2 separate regions of the Cricetulus griseus genome follow, and region 1 is linked to region 2. Evidence: chromatin contacts called from public Hi-C data. All regions are on one chromosome and are shown on one strand. Each heading gives the region's core, a stretch centred on a gene start, on an enhancer-like site or on the middle of the called end of the contact. The rest is flanking DNA. Distances are from core to core; before and after follow the strand shown. Region 1 has its middle 24 kb from the start of Gatm. Region 2 holds the start of Spata5l1 (spermatogenesis-associated protein 5-like protein 1).

Region 1 (4,334 bases), core at 1,636-4,135, 50 kb after region 2:
TCTGCCTCAGTTTCTTAAATACTAGGATTAGAAGTATATGTCACTATGCCCACTATACCTTACAACCTTTTAAAATGCTAAGTAAAATTCCCCCATGTAATTTTGTGAGCAGACTTAATGTTCTATGAAAAAAATTATTTCTATGGTAAAAGGGATTTTTTTCCTCATCCAACAATCTCAAATGCTAAAATCTACTTTTGGCCATATTACAAATAAAAGTTATGGACCAGTTATGGTCGTGCATGCCTTTAATCTTCTCAGGAGGCAGAGTAAGGAAGATATCTATGAGTTTGTAGCCAGCCTGGTCTGCAGTGTGAGTTTTAGGCACAGACAAGGCTACACGGAGAAACTCTGTCTCGAAAAACCATAGATGTCGTTCGGCTGGGTTTTGCTTGAACGCCCTCCAGTCAGTTCTGAGAAACTGAGTTTACATCATTATCCACACAGGGACTGTGGCTTCCACAAGGACCTCCTCAAAAAGCATGTTCCCATGTTGTGCCCAGATTCTGAATCCCCAAAATCTCCAAGAGATCCATTCCAATGTAAAAAGCAAAGAGTCTTTTATTGTTGTTTAATGAGCTAACCCCATTAGCTCCAGCTCTTCGTCTGTTCATCTCGGCAGATGGCTGGAGAAGGACCCCTGAGAAACTGAGGCAGGGAACTTATGGGGCAGCATAAGGGGAGTGTCTAGGGGTATGCAACATTCTCAGGTTTGGTGAGCTTCCAGGCTTGGCCAACCTGTCCTGTGTTGATTGATCAACTGGTTGTTATGGCCTATAGGTCTTCCCAGGGAAAAGAACACCCAGAGCTGTAAAGCACAGCCCCGCCAGCTAACTTCTGATTGGTTCCTTGCCATGAGGAGAGTATCTGACCTCCTAGTGACTAGTGCCAGCCCAGCAAGGTCAGATATGCACTGAATCAGAGGCCAGCATGCCTTTTCTGCAGCCTGTCATGGCTGCTAAAGTGGGGGGCTGGTCCCTCCTCCATGATGATCGTTTCCATAACCAGAACTGTGGGCATTGCATGTAGCCTAGGATGGGACACATTTGACACAAACTTACAATAGCTTTACAAGACCTTCTAAAGCAAGAGCTGCCTTCAGCAATTCCTTCTCCGTTTTGTTTTTTACTATTAGTCATTTCCATTCCAGATATGCACGTGTTATTACTTTCCCACTATAACAAGGAAAACAAAGAAAAGCTCTCTTGGCTAAACTTCCTCCTCTACCAACCGCTGTGTTTCCTAGGTGTTTATTTTTCGAACTATCTAACAGAGTTCAAGTTCTTTGAAGTTAGGGATAGTTTTGGAAATTGTGCTTAGCTCCTTTAGCAGTGCTATGATTTTTTTAAATAAAAAGCATAGCAATCTTTGACTCAGTTAATCTATCTTTGAGAATGGCACCCAACAGTAGCTTAATTAATACCCAGGTTAAAATGAAGCAATTTCTAGAATGAAAACTTTGCAAACCTAGGCTAAATGCTTCTGGTGGGATAGCAAAAGTCCAAACCAGTTTTTCTACTACATTCCCTCTGAACACCTACCCATCCTGTCCTCACTTGGTTCCCTTCTCACTGTTAGTCCACTGTAACTTCTAAAAATGCCAATCAAGAGCCACCTTGAAATCTTAAGAACATTCCTCGGTTCTGCCTTCAGTCACAAATCCCATGTTCATCAACTTGTCCAATGTACAGGGGAATGGCTTAATCTGTTTCCTTCTTTAGCTTTGCTAAACTAGAGAAGAACAAAATCATTAACTTTAATTGAAATTTAACTTACCAGTTGCCCTATTTTATCTGTGAAACCAAGTTAGTTCAGCATTTGTGAGAGGAAACTCTTTGATCTTGTAGTGTCGGGGATTGAACTCACAGCCCTGTGGATGCCAGGCAAGTGCTCTGTCACTGAACTATACTCTCAGCAAGCCTGTCTTCTTGAATCCCAAGAGTCCTCTGTGATGGATAATTAAAGAATTAGTGCATATCAAGAAGTCTTCCAGATTTTATCAGCACTTCTGCACTTATCCTTGCAGCTCCAGACTCACAGACAAAGCCACTTTGACAGACAGCTTTAGGAATAAGGAAACCAAGAAAGCTAGTTTTAACAACATTGCCTTTAGAAGCATCACCTTCTGGTGGAGACCTGTCTTCCCACCTCCACATCCCTGGGGGTCTGGCTGCATCAGTGGGGAGGGCCTCACACAATCCTTTTTCTTAGAAAGAAACCCGCTGATATTCTTTTCCTGTCTGCTCTCCTATCTCAGAGAGAGAGAGAGATTTATTTTTACATGTGCATAGCTGCTGACGAATCACAAAATCCCAAGGACCTTAGCTGCTGTAGGGAAAAGGTCGATGCTGCACAACCCCAGGTTCAACAAGGCTCAGGGCCTCCCTGTCATTAGCACTAAAAATTAATCTTAGGATGCCTTTCCTGAAAACTTGTGAGGGTCTAATAGTATGCTTTTTAAAATGTCCTGCCCCCTCCCCCCAAAAAGTAGAATTCAGAGCTACTTTTCCATAGTTTCTGACTATGGGAATGGGAAATGATTAAGATTCTCCTTGGAAAATGAGTAAGGCTAATTTATCATAAAGATGAACACAGTAACATGTTGATAGGGCTACGACAAGAAAGAGCAGTTCTGTTATAAGGTGACGTGAATGGAAAGTGACATTCGGTAGCTGACTGAGTTTGTTCTGTTTGCCTGGTTTAGAGTTGAATTTGGACTCCTCTGCTTCTGAGTTAAGCTATTCTGATAAGCTAAGAGCTCAAAGTGCTGCCATTCATTTAAAGGCAGCAGCTGATGGGGAGACACCCTGCCAAGGTCAGTGTGTCGCTGGCAGCAGAAAGTGCAACTCAGCAGTGCCCACTGCCAGCGCTGCAGCTCGAGGAGTCCCTGGAGCCTCCCGGGGCCTCTGCTCAGGTCCTTGACATCGGCCACAGGAAAAGATTCTGGATGAGTCAGTAGAGAAAAGTTAGTGAGCATGTTGACTAAGCAGAAAAATCTGCCCACTAAAGGGAGGCAAGTGTGGAGGCTGGGAGAGGAAGGCTCCCAATTGCCTGGGCAGTGGCTACATAGTGATGTGGGGGCTGTTGGGCTACTTCATTGGCAACTAAGTTGTTTCTGTATCAGGGAAATCATGTCCTGTTCCCACTTTTCCATATCCTCGGAATGGTGTCTGTGAAGATGAGGCACCGATTTTAGCCAGAGAAGGATATGCTGTAGAGATGAAACTTTACCCAAGGGTCCTTACTTATCCACCGGTCACTTAAGGGATTGTATGTTAGTCATAGATCATTAGCTACTTTTAACAATCTCATTTGTGATCTGTTGCCCAGGAAGGGGAGTACAATTATTTTACAAGTGGCCTGGTTATTTTTTGCTGACATTTCAGGGGAGAAACAGAAACCAAAACTTGGAGGGGCATCCTTTCCTATGACCATCTAATTCCTAACTATTAGTTCACTGTCTCAAATATGATAAGGTTTGGTTTATTGTGCTAAAAGTCCAGGTTGCTGCAACTGCTGTGCTACACAAGATTGTATCTGGGATGACTTCTGAAAATAAGTTGGGACTGCATTCAGTAAATATAAAAGAAGAAAACAATAAAACGTGATTTGTTTAATAAACGTGAATGGTATGATTTCCACCAAGGTTTCTTGAGGTCCCTACAGCTACATGTAAGTGTGCATATATTGTTCCTAATGTGGTGTATAAAGCAAGAATGAAGTCTTACTTCAGACAGTGTGGAATATTGACCTGAATAACAACCTCCTGTGTACCATACATAAACTGGTAGAAAGTAGAAGGTGATAATTTTATCCGATAACTACTGCTGCCAAGTGATCATCATCTTTTGCTATGTCCAGGGACTACATAGTCCATTGGAGCACACATTTGAACCTCAAGGAAGTCTCAGGAGACCGCAAAAATGAGAATGGTACAGATAAGAAAAACTGGTCTAGCCTGCAGCCACCCAAGAAATGTCACCTTTGCTTCAATTAAGCTCTACATCCTCTTATCCAAATTGAACATTCTAGAATGTTTCAAAGGATAAGAATGTTTCAGGTGATTTGGAGCATCCCTGGAATTCTCTTACAGAGCTAACACAAAACCAAAGACAGCCTATTTCCCCCCAAAGCAAATCATTAGAGTCCTTAAGCTACCAGAAATGTGTGGACAGACAGGCGGTCCTGAATGTCTAGTCTAGCCTGACCCAAAACAAAACCCCATCTGTGGTAGTTTGAATATAACTGGCTCCCATAAGCTCAGAGGGAGTGACACTATTAGGAGGTGTGGCCTTTCTGGAGGAAGTGTGTCACTGTGGGGCAGGCTTTGAGGT
Region 2 (4,439 bases), core at 396-2,895:
CCACAAAATTCACATTAATTACTAATTATTCTAACTATTCTTTAGCAATTAAAAAATGACGTGAGGACCAAAACTCAAAAACAAGGCAGCTCTGAATATTCAACTGTCTTGACAACCCAGGAAGTCAACTGTATAATAGGAAGCTGGTATCTTGACAAGGAATGAATACATTTAGAGGCTAATGCCTGTTTTTATCAGCATTTCCCGCCTTCTCTTACAGTAACTAAGCTCTCATTCCAAAGCTATTTCAGTTTAATATGCTTGCAACAAGCTTCGTCACCCTAAGAATTAACATTATTATTATCATTCACTTCATGACACGCGCAACAAAGCTAATGACCATTCTGCTTCCCAGAATGATTTGACTCTAGAATAATCAGGTTCTGGCACACAAGTCCCAAGACATCTACAAACCCCGCCAGACCCAGCTATCCAAAAGGGCGAGCTTCAGGGACCAGGGGCTGTAACCAGGGCTGGCTATTTACCTCTCGGTCAAACCTCCCGGGCCTGCGCAGCGCTGGATCTAACTCGTCTGGCCGGTTGGTGGCTCCCACAACTACCACCTCCCGGTCTCCGTGGATGCCGTCCAGCAGCGTCAGCACCTGGGCCACTACGCGGCTCTCGGGGGCTCGCCCCGGCCGCCTCTCCGGGGACACAGGGCGTCCACCTCGTCCAGGAAGAGGAGGCTGGGCCCGCGGCTGGCCAGCTCCCGAGCTCGCTGGAAGACGCGCCGCACGTTCTCCTCGGTCTCCCCGGGCCGGGCGCCCTGCAGCGCTGGGGCGCTCACCGCCAGCAGCTCCGCGCCCGCCTCGCGCGCCACGGCCCGCACCAGCTGGGTCTTGCCCACTCCCGGGGGTCCCGCCAGAAGCACCCCGCGGGGCACGGCCAGCCCAAGCGCGGCTAGGGCGAGCGGGTAGCGCAGCGGCAGGCGGAGCAGCTCCCGCAGGGAGTCGGCCGTCTCCGATAGGCCCCCAAGGGTCACCTCCCCCGGAGGCTCTGGCACCCGGGGCGGTGGCTGGTCGCTGAGCGTGATGCGGGTGTGCGGTGTGACCAACCCGGCGGGCTCAGGGTCCGGTGTCCCGCCCACCACGTGCAGCGCTGCTACCGGGCCCGGAGCGCCCAGCGGGGCGGCCACCACGTGTCCCCGAGACACCGGCCGGTGGCGAAGCAGCTCGTGCGCCACCTCCAACACCGCGGCGGGGCTCGGGGCTGCCGCCTGCGGTCGCAGCACCGGCCACACCGCTAGGCGCCGCAGGGGCGGACAGGGCACCGGCTGCAAGCAGTCCAGACTGATCGTCCCCGCCGCCGCTGCCGCCGCCGCCGCCGCGGCTCCCGGGCTCGCGCACTGCGGGTCCAGCTGCACAAAGCCGTCCGCCCCGTCGCGCCGGGGCCAGGCCGTACAGAGGCAGCAGCCGCCGGCCGGCAAAGAGATCCTCAGCGGCGAGCCCAGGCGCGCGCCCAGGCTGCGGAGGGCGGCCGGCCCCAGGCGGCAGCGCTGGGTGTCCCGGTCCCGGGGATCCGCCGGCAGCAGCTTCAAAAGCTGCCCGTCAGGGAAGGGCCCCGAGTCCGGAGCCATGACTCTGAGAACCACGCCGGGAACAACCCGGCAGCAAGCCCACCGGGCTGCCGGATGCAGGCGGCGCGCATGCGCCGTGAGAGAAGACGCGTCTGATTGACGGCCGAAAGGGCTTATGGGAAAGTGAGAGGGCGGGGTCTCGGAAAACGTTGTGGAACCCGCGATGTCCATCCTGCAGTCTTACTGAGACCGTCTGACCCGGCATCCGACAGACAGACACGAGGCCGCTCCACTAGGGTATAAACACATACTTTGGTTGCCACATCAGAATCTAGATTCTGACTTGTCCACTTCTGGGGGTCGGGGACAGGCTGCTGAGGTGTAAGTAAAATGTTTGTCAAGTTAATCAAGATGACCGCGCCTTATGAAATCTATTTTTGTTCCAGAAAGCTCAGAGCGTCTAGACATGGGAAAGAAGACCTAGAAAGACATAATAACCACCTTCGATATGTGAAGGGGTGTGTAGGTGAAAGTTAACGTCTTTGTGGGTAGCTGCGGTATGGAACTGAACAGGAAACCAGAGTTTAATAGGATGATCTTAAGAGGTTTTCCCTGCGTAATTTGAGCACGGTCGCGTGAAAGGTGCATCCAATGGTTGTAACCGATGCCAGCAGAGGGAAGTGCACATGAGGAGGCTATGAGAGCTGGCTTACCTCACAGATTTCTGTATTGATTTAACAGAGGTAAAGGTAATGCTAATAGGGGTATGCAGTGGACCCAGCCCTTCTCATGTCTCACCTTACCCAGGAAACACGCACCTTCACCACGGAAACAGCTACTCCTCTCCTTATGTCACAGATATCAACAAGGGATTCTGTCCCTAGGCCTTCAACTCTTGATCACTGATTCTCAGTAGAACTACAGATGTCTTTCCCAGTCAGCCAGGAAATTTATCCTGCTCCTTTGAATCAGACCCTTTTCCAGTGTATCGTTTCAACCGTTTGTACGTCCGAATTTGTCATACTACAATGACAAAGTTTTGTAGAAAACCATTCTAAGCCAGGTGGGAGTGGCACACACCTTTAGTCCCAACACTCAGGAGGCAGAAGAGGAGGATCTCTGTGAGTTCAAGGCCATCCTGGTGTACAGAGAGAGCGCCAGGGCAGGCTCCAAAGCTACACAGAGAAACCCTGTCTCGAACGCCCCCCTCAAAAAAAATAGAAGAAAAGAAAATCATTCTAAGCTGGGAGTGGTGTCTCACACGTGCATCCCAACATTTGGGAGTCTACATAAGGGTTATCACAATTTCCAGGCCAACCTGAACTACCTAGTGAAGTCTAGGTCAGCCTGATCTACAGAATGGGAAAGTAAATAAAGAAATTTATAAATAAATAAATAAATAAATAAATAAATAGAAATAAATAAATAAATAGAAATAAGTAAATAAATAAAGGGGGTGAGAGAAAGAAAGAAAAAAAGGAGGGAAGGAAAGAAGGAAGGAAGGAAAGAAGGAAGGAAGGAAAGGCCTTGAAAAGAAAAGCATTATAGTAGTTATGTGGTTCTTTTGTTTGTTCTCACGATCCCAAATCTGGCAATTTCATGAGCACTATCTAAAGCACTAAACTGATCCACCACTAGAGGGAGTCCCAAACCAGCAACTGAAGCCTCAGGCCCTTTATCTACAGAGGCTGCCACTAGATTTTCCCTACAGTTCACACCCTGTTGTATGAAACTTACCATAGTTTCTACATATTGTCTTATTACATTGTCAGGCTACTATATCAAAACACTATATGCTGTGCAGGTTATAGTAGGCAATAATAAATTAATTTTTTACAATTTTTAAAAAATTAAATGTGTGTGTGTGTGTGTGTGTGTGTGTGTGTGTGTGTGCGCACACGCCACAAGGACCCATGGAGCCCGGAGGCATTTGATCTCTTGGAAGTATAATTATAGGTGTCTGTATGCCACTCCATGTGGGTGTCGGAAATTGAACTCAAGTCCTCTACAAAAGTAGCAGTATGCACTCTTAACCCTGAGCCATCTCTCCAGCCCCTTCAAAGATTTTTAAAATCTTTTATTTTATGTGTATGAGTGCTTTGTCTTTGTGTATGTAAGTGTATGACTTGCATTCAGATTTTTACTTTTTGCAGTCTGGGAAAGCTTAGAAGACAAAAGATCCAGTTGCTGACTGAGTCGGGACAAGTGAGGTTCTACTTTCTAAGCCACGTATCTTTTCATCACTCTTTCCCAGGATAGTGAAAGGAAGGAAGTATCTCACTCTTTTTGTTGTGTTTTGTTTTGTTTTTTGAGACAGGGTTTCTCTGTGTAGCCCTGTCTATCCTGGAATTCTCTCTGTAGACCAGGCTGGCCTCACTTGGAGATTTGCCTAACTTTGCCTTCTGAGTGCTGAGCTGAGATTAAAGGTGTGTGCCACCACCACCTGGCTGCCCTAACTCTCTTGGGTCTCTTTTATAATGACATTCACACAGCTATTTTTTGTTGTCACATCTGGGAGGAGAGAACCATAACTGGGAACCATATTAGCTTATGGGTGTGTCTGTGGGGCATTTTCCTGATTGCTATTTGGTAGAGGAGAGCCTATTCTACTATGTGCAATGCCATCCCTCAGCCGGTGGGCTTGGACTGTGTAAGAAAGGCAGCTGAGCAAGCCAGGTAAAGCAAGCCAGTGAAGAGCAGTCCTCTATGATCTCTGCTTCCGTTCCTTTGACTCCAGCTCATTCATTTAAAAACTCTCAGCACAAATCTAAGCAGGGAGGTTTCTCTCACATCTTTACTTCAAAGTCCTCTTATCTAACCCTGAGGTCCTGTGGCACCATCTAGTTGCATTCTGTTTCCATCGCTAACCAGTTACGAAAATGGACTTGTTAGTGTCTTTCCGTTGTTGAGTCCCTCTTTTTAG

Evidence for each region. Hi-C and Micro-C count contacts between places; a contact is called where the count stands out from the background.
Region 1: a Hi-C map of the CHK-Q cell line shows a contact between it and region 2, with 3 times the contacts expected there. The contact joins the enhancer-like site here to the promoter of Spata5l1 in region 2. A contact is called at or near these places in 6 of 8 Hi-C or Micro-C datasets (the CHK-Q cell line, the CHL-YN cell line, the CHO-K1 cell line and 2 more).

The regions. Positions count from the first base shown.
Region 1 is chr6:55,952,831-55,957,164 of CriGri-PICRH-1.0, forward strand. No RefSeq gene overlaps it. Among named protein-coding and RNA genes, the nearest start is that of Gatm, 24 kb to the left of the region's middle. Within about 2 kb of position 2,886, at least 2 of the 6 cell types and tissues checked have open chromatin away from gene starts, as enhancers often do.
Region 2 is chr6:55,904,408-55,908,846 of CriGri-PICRH-1.0, forward strand. It overlaps Spata5l1 (spermatogenesis-associated protein 5-like protein 1), which reads right to left and starts at 1,646. Exons shown (of 9, transcript XM_027421986.2): 1 at 638-1,646; 2 at 486-635. The coding sequence starts at 1,576.